2 separate regions of the Mus musculus genome follow, and region 1 is linked to region 2. The links are chromatin contacts, called in public HiCAR-type maps. All regions are on one chromosome and are shown on one strand. Each heading gives the region's core, a stretch centred on a gene start, on an enhancer-like site or on the middle of the called end of the contact. The rest is flanking DNA. Distances are from core to core; before and after follow the strand shown.

Region 1 (3,850 bases), core at 716-3,215, 590 kb before region 2:
ACACAGTGCTTCCACAGGGGTTTTTTTTTTGGCTTTGTGATTGTTAGGGTAGTAAGTTTTATGAAAGTGAGAGGAAGAATCAAAATACGTAGAAAGGTTTGTAAGATTTTAGGAATATCTTTGAGTCCCTGACCCCGAGCACTCTAACGTTGATTGTTCCCAGGGTAGTTTATTCTGTCCTGCAGACACATGTAGAGGCAGTAGGCAGGTCATTATCACATGTAAATAAAGCTTAGAAACCTACTGTGGATATTATTTGACCTTGTATTTGACCATTATTAATATGTGCTGTATATTAAGCTATTTTATGTTAGTTTTTTTTTTTCCATTTTTTATTAGGTATTTAACTCATTTACATTTCCAATGCTATACCAAAAGTCCCCCATATCCACCCACCCCCACTCCCCTGCCCACCCACTCCCCCTTTTTGGCCCTGGTATTCCCCTGTACTGGGGCATATAAAGTTTGCAAGTATGTTAGTTTTTTAATTTCACTTTTATAATTAACTCCAGGAACAGTCTTACACTTGATTATTTAGAATCACTCTGTTACTTAAAAACTCCCTGTTTCACCAATCTATTTAGAGCAACTATTGATCTCTCTTTGTTAAAGTTGTATTCATTGATACTGTAATAACATGTGACTGACTACTGTGGTGGTGTTATGCTTTGCATAAACTCACTAGCGTTTTAATCTGATGGCTAATGTTGTAACTTGTAGTATCTCCTTGTAGCTCAGTAACACTTAAAATTTGCTGATGTACTCCTGAATTGTTTCTATCTCTCTCTGAAGAGATAGATATTACAGAGAATATATTACTATGAACTAAGATTTTGTTTTGAAGAGATTTTCTAAAAATACCTCAAGATAATAAGATCATATTTATGCTATTTAATATAATTTTACCCCACTGTCTCTTGATAACCATTTTAAAGAAGGTGCTTTAATTTATTAGATAAGGAATCAATTTGACCTAATTTGCTAGAGAATTGCTGTTTTTTTAAAAAAAAGGCTAGAGAGCTCTTTTTTTTTTTCTTTTTAGTTTAATTTCTCAGACATTCTTTTCAGTAAATCTAGTTACTATTTGGTTTTCCTTGTAATGTTACAATCCTGCAGAATTACTCCCAGTTATTTAATTGAATAAAGCAACGACAGCTTGTCTAGTAGAAAAGGCAAATTTAAAATCGTGTATTTAGAAAGCCTTTCATAGTTTGAAGGGCAGTGGACTGTATGAACTTGTTTATCAAGTGTATCAGTGCCTGTATGGTTAGGAAATTAAAACACATTTAATGAACATCATACACAAGACAGCAACATACCTTTCTTTCTTGGTCAGACCATTAGATGGAGAGGATTATGTCTACTGAAAATACTTTTGGCACGCCATCACTTCAGCAAAAAACGATGCTATCGAACATGCGCACATCCCCCAACAGTCTGCCTCCTGTGATTGCTTTTCACAGTATCCAAAGTGTCCATCTGTCGGGGTGTCTTCAAGTTACCCTTCTTGTTCATATGTCTATATCTTATAGTCTTCAGAGATTTTTCCTTTCTTTCATTTTCTCTCTTTCACTAAACAAAAGAGCTGTAGCTGTCTGTTGTATTTGGTGCACAGTTGACTCTTTCCGACAGTTGATGCATTGAAGCTCTTTACATCTGCTGTATTCCCGGCTGGACAATGCAGTGCTGTATTCTCTTCTCAGTATCCATATTTCTAGTAATAGCGCTGAGCTGCAATGTTAAGCAGCAGAGCTGTGGTTTAGTGTTTCAGTTGCATTGGGGGAAAAAAAAAGGCTTTGCCTTTCTCCGTCGTGGTTGCCTGGCAGCTGCAGGAAGGATTTTTGAGCTGTTTTCCTGGGGTTTTGGTCTGTAATGTGAAATGCACCGTTCTTCCGTGCTGCACAGGCAGGCAGCAGTTTAAATGTGGGCTTGACAGATGCTGTCTCTGACAGAGCAGAATTTAACGTCACTGCTTGGCTGAGTCCCACGTGATTGTTTGCGTTCATTTTGACTAAAAACCCGAGGTAGGAGAAAGCTTAGAAATCTTCCTCTTATGTGACACATCATATTTATTCAGAACAAATACAAGCATTAGGATGAAATGGAGGTTATGGTTTTTTAATCTTTATTTGAACTTATGCACAGGCTTTCTAAATATTTCTGTGTTGGACGGTGGCTTTCATGTGTCTTAGAGACTTTTTTAGAGCAGAAGTAATAAAAGCTTTTACATGTAAGTTGGTGTAGTTTAACTCTTTCAGTGCATTCCTGCTCTTACAGTTTTTGTCTGATTGTTCTGATTTGCTAGTCTAGTTAAAACTCCTTCATTATCTATTGTCTATAACTTAGATTTCCTCCCCTGTTTTCTCCAGCTTATCTAAGTCAGCTGCCTGCACTTACTTCATGTTGCGATACTGCCTACTTTTTTGCTCTGTGCAGTTTTTAGTGTTCTTGAAAGTAGTAAATTTAATTTTAAATCACTTTCTTGTTATCAATATTAATTTTTTTTCATGTAAAATAATGTGTATCACAGAATTAAAAATGATATAGTACATAGAACACACATGAATAGATTTTCTTGAAGATTGGTGAGTAGTTCTGCAGGATTGGTTGCATTTTGACTAAAAACCTTAGGTAGAGACAACCTTGGAACTTTGCTTCTTATATAGAAAATAGTATGCTTATATAGATTGCAGATGTGTGTTTAAATAAGTATAGTGATGCGCTAGAGTCTGTTGCTTCTAATAATGTTTAATACTTTAGAAAATGGTTTAGTAAAATGCCATCAAACAGTTTTTTTTTTTTTCCCTTACATATTAGAGACTCTGAAATCCTTCTCTGGTATACTTAACTAAGTGCCTGGACATTTGGGCACCCCCCCCAACCCCCCCCAGGAGAGCACTCGGCAGGCATGTTTGTTACTTGTTTTTATGGCTATAACTAACAATTCCCCTCTGATATTCTAAAGACAGTAACTATATAGTTTTAGAGCTTATGCTATATATTTTAGGGATACGGACTTTATCCATTTTCACAGACCATGATATATTATTTCAGGTGAATAAAAATTACATTTCCTCTAATAGTATTCAATTACTCATCTTCATGTGTTAATTCCAGTGTGCTTTCTTGGTTTAGGTATACCCTATAACTGTCCTAGTTTGTGTCTTACTCCCCCTAGAAATGATAAGATGGTAAAAAAGAAGGAAAAAGAAAAGTATAAGGAGAAACTTAAAGCTTAGAACTTTGGCTTTCCTAAGTTAGAAGAGGAATAAAACCCGTGTTTCTTAGTATTTGGCTCTTAAAGCTATATACTATATTCTTCACTGTCTTTTTTTCTTGTCTTCATAGACAAATTATTGATTCTGCTTAAATTATTCCTCCAAAGTAGAAGTGGCCTTTTTAATATCAGTGATTCCTAATATTAGGGCTTAACTGAGGTTAGAGGTCTGTACAATTATTGTCTATTCCAAATTAGATTGAGCTATAAGTACCTGAGCTGGTTGTAAATGATATTCGCTTATGATAGCTTAATTTTCTAATATCTACTTTACAGATGAGATACTGGTACCCAGAGTTCTGTAACCTAAATACCAGCTAATTACTGATAGGAAAGATGGTTAGTTTAAAATTTTGAAACAGGATTATTTAAATTTTTAAAATCTGAATTCCTGTAATCCACTCTTAAACATTATACTACATGGCTGCTGAAGAAATTGTGAATGTTCCCACCCAAATATTGACATAGTACCCCAGGAATCATTAGTAGAATACTGAATGCATTTTGACTTTTTTCATTAAATGTTAACACTACACTGCTTTATGCTAACATGCACATTAAAGCACAGCTTAT
Region 2 (3,796 bases), core at 1,249-3,748:
GTATCAAGAACAAACAGATAGGGGCTGGAGAGGTGGCTCAGCGGTTAAGAGAGATGACTGCTCTTCCAGAGGACCTGAGTTCAATTCCCAGCAACCACATGGTGGTTCACAACCATCTGCAATGGGATCTGATGCCCCTTCAGGTGTGTCTGAAGACAGCTACAGTATACTCATAAATGAAAATAAATAAATAAATTTAAAAAAAGAACAAAGAGCTATATATGACATGATTTTGTCTTTGAGAAGAATGTTGATAGAAAAAGTCTTTGCAACTTCATTTAGCTGGTAATAAGGCATAAGAAAGAATTATTTTTTAACTTTTAATTATTTTAGAAAGATTTCCTGATCAGGGTGACAGAGTATGATATAATGGTCATTGGAGAGTAGGTTGGAAAGTGTAGCTGATCAACTTTGAAGGGATTGAAAACTAGGCAGATTACACAGCACCTAATGGAAGTTAAGCTAGGAAAGCACTGAGGTTTCCCCTATTTACTTGCTAAGGATAGCACCTTATTTCCTTGCTAAGGATAGCACCTTAGAAAGCAGGCAAACCAGGAAGGAGAAGAAGACTAAGTTAAGTGTTCATGCTTTGATTTGGCAGCTATTGCTGTACAGACTGTGGAGAAGGTAAGAGAGCTCAAGTAAAATTATAGTGAATTCCTACCTGTTCCAGTATTAAAAAGCAGAAAGTCAATTAAAAACACAGTGTGTATTTTATAGATTTTTTTGTTGTTGTTGTGGTTGGTGTTATTGTTCTATGTGTGCATACATGTAGGTCAGTGCTCATGGAGGTCGGATCAAACTTTTGCAAGTAAGCTCTCCATTTCTACAGTGGGTTCTGGCAAGTGATTTGACCCACTTGGATACCTTGCCAGCCCAATTGTGCACCTCATTAAAAAGACTGATGAAGCTCACAGGAATTTCTGAAGGGCTCTGGGTATTTAGTGACTTCTGGGTCACAGGGAGGGGCCAATTTCTGTTCAACCCTATAGTAGTGTTGGTTGCTTTTTGAAAGATAGGCTTATAATATAAACATTTCAACACAGAATTTGTCCCCATTGTCTGCTAAGTAAATCATGAAAGTAGTAGGAAGCCTAGTCTTTGTCCTGTGTGTATATGTGAACGAGTTCAATTCCCAGCAACCACATGGTGGTTCACATGGTGGTATATTCAGAAGCTGAACAATTTCTAGCCCTTCCAATTAGGAGAAAATTTTCATATTTTATAGGGAAGTATTTTTTTTGAGTGTGTGGGAGTGTCTATTTAATTTATCTGACTGCAAATACTATTTCCTTTTACAACAGAAGAGAAACCCCAGCCACATGTTTGAGGTGACATTTTCTCAAACTTTAGAAAGTAGAATTGTTCAGGGAAAATGCCCAGCAAAAGGCTATCTGTGTCAGATAACAACAGAGCAGTTTAAAAGAACAAGCCGCAATAAATGATAGACTGAAAAGGGGAAAAAAAGGAACAAGAAAGAGAAAATGACATGCTACAGAACAGAGGAGCCTGAGACCAAGGCTGGGAACCTCGTTATGAGTGCAGGTGCAACACCTCCAGTGAGTGCAAGGTCAAAGCCTGAATTGTCCCTTGGGACCCCAATTTCAGGAAACAAATCGTATGTGGCCTAGGTGTTGTCATGAAAGGTTGTTTCTTGCTCTCATATTATTATTATTTTTTGTTTCTATTCTTTGATTGTCAAGAGTGTACCAAACAAGAACAAACCAAGCAAAAGTTCAGACAATATTTTTAGGTATAAGTCTGAATCAAGCACTTTCAAGAGTTTAATAAAAAAGTGAAGACTTGTAAAAGCGACAGACTCCTTCTCCATGAAATATACTTGCTAGTGTAAGCAGTTTTAAAGAGGAGACATTAAGTGAGACCAGGCATGTCCTTTCTCTTTCTCCCTTTTGTCTTTTATGGGTAAATATTTAGGTCATTTGCAAAGATGAGCTCTTCAAATTCCTAAGATCTGCTCTGAAGCTAGAAACTGCAGCTATGAACCCCACATATAGCCTTAGCACATTAACACTTAAAACTTTAGATTATCTTTCAGACAATATAATGTCAACTCCTTAAAATGGATGTACCAATGTCAAAACCTTCAAATTTATGCCCCAAATTTGTCTATGTCAAGCTAATACTTAAAAAACAAAAAGCAAGCAAACAAACAAACAAACAAAAAACAAACACAAAAATCCCGCAATGCTGGACTAGTTTGTACCTGCAGGGTAACTGGTCACAGACTCATTGGACTGTATTTTGTCCAAGCTGTGACCTGGAGGCTCTGCCTTCTTCCTTCTGTAGCTCTGTACTCTGAGGTCCTCAGAGACAAAGGAGAATGGAAGACTCTGGGTGGGCCCACTCCAGGCCAGACCTCCCAGGAGCTCATGCTCTTTTCCCATCTCATTAACCAGAACTCAGCCCCATGCTTCAGTCTAAGTACCAGGAAAACTAAAATGGAACCAGGCTATGCCAAGCAGAAAGAAACAGTTTAGAGGACAAATCATTAGTATGCTGCTGGGAACTTAGCTGAGAAGTCACAGAACAAAAGTTTGCATACCTTCTATGGGAGGTCATCATTCGCCTTAACATTTATTTCTCCCTACGCTCTTAAAGAGCAGACGTTCTTTCCCCAGTTCCATATAATTTGATGTCTCCAACTGTGGAAGGAATATACTTCCTCTTTTCCTAGAAACTGAACGTGTCTTTCATATTTGGTTTGGACAGTGAGATGCAAATTTGACCTCTTCTGGCAGACGCTTAAAGAGCTATTGAAGTTTTTGCCCCTGTTCCTTTTTCTGTGCTATGAGAACAACTTGTCCCAAACAGTCTGGTCCTTCAACCTGTATTTTTTGAATAAGACCTACAGATCAGAGCCAAGTAGGGTTGAGTAAATGGGATTAGACTTGCAGCAACAAGAGCCAGACAACTTTCATCATGTAACAAGAGGAGCTATTCTTGCATCTACAAACTGATTAACTTGTTTATTATAGGAACAATTTAAGATTATAGTTGGGTAAGATCTGTTGAGTCAGAGATATATAGAATCTTTACTTCTTGGAATAGACTCATTACTGACAGTTAGTACAATTTGAGGTATCCACACCCTTCCCTCCACAGTGTCAGCCCATAGTAATTCTACTCCTGTGCTAGCAAAGAATATCGAAGGGTCTGGCAGACAGGAATGATTAAAGTCAGTTTTCCATACCAGTATTTACTGAAAATGGTGTAGAGTGTTGAGAAGTTGGTATTTGATACCAAAGTTTTAAGCAAATAGAACCCTGAATAGTTATTTTTAAAATGATTGCATTGGCTATGGCATTTGTTTACTTTGTATGTGTATGGGTGTACAAATGCCAGGATGCAAATGTGGAGGTCAGAGGACTACTTGTAGAAGCTGGTTTTCTTTCTACCATGTGCATCCTCGGGATTGAACTCCTGGCATCTGGTTTGATGACAAGGACCTTTACCTGGTGAGTAATCTTTTGGACCCAAGATCATTATGTATTAATAGAGGACAAAGAATAGAGCTGGTCTTAGAACCAGTGAACAGGTATGAGTATTGAGGACTGCTGCATAAGAATGACCTATATACAGTTGTTTAGGTCAACAAGTTAAAAATGCTATGTAGAACCCCAAAAGAGTTTTGTCCAAAGTTTCCCTAGTCAACATTGTTGACAGACTTCTGAAAGATGACTGGTCTGCTTTAAATGTATGGAGGTATAACAAATTCACTGGCTATGGTTTAAGTAAGTGGAATCATTTTTGAAGTTATGCATGTGATTTATCAATA

The links. HiCAR-type assays count read pairs that join an accessible place to other places.
Region 1: a HiCAR-type map of astrocytes shows a contact between it and region 2, with 6 times the contacts expected there. The contact joins the promoter of B3galt2 here to the enhancer-like site in region 2. A contact is called at or near these places in 6 of 39 promoter capture datasets (the 3T3-L1 cell line, cranial neural crest, frontonasal cranial neural crest and 3 more), 3 of 484 Hi-C or Micro-C datasets (brain, cerebral cortex and forebrain) and 4 of 115 datasets of contacts at active chromatin or transcription factors (astrocytes, forebrain and neural progenitor cells).

What each region holds. Positions count from the first base shown.
Region 1 is chr1:143,638,812-143,642,661 of GRCm38.p6, reverse strand. It overlaps B3galt2 (UDP-Gal:betaGlcNAc beta 1,3-galactosyltransferase, polypeptide 2), which reads right to left and starts at 1,965. Exons shown (of 2, transcript NM_020025.4): 1 at 1,320-1,965. All of the region lies in intron 10 of Cdc73 (cell division cycle 73, Paf1/RNA polymerase II complex component), which reads left to right.
Region 2 is chr1:143,052,418-143,056,213 of GRCm38.p6, reverse strand. No RefSeq gene overlaps it. Among named protein-coding and RNA genes, the nearest start is that of Gm35244, 290 kb to the left of the region's middle. Within about 2 kb of position 2,498, at least 15 of the 459 cell types and tissues checked have an H3K27ac peak or open chromatin away from gene starts, as enhancers often do. A contact at or near this core is called in astrocytes and neural progenitor cells, where this site is marked.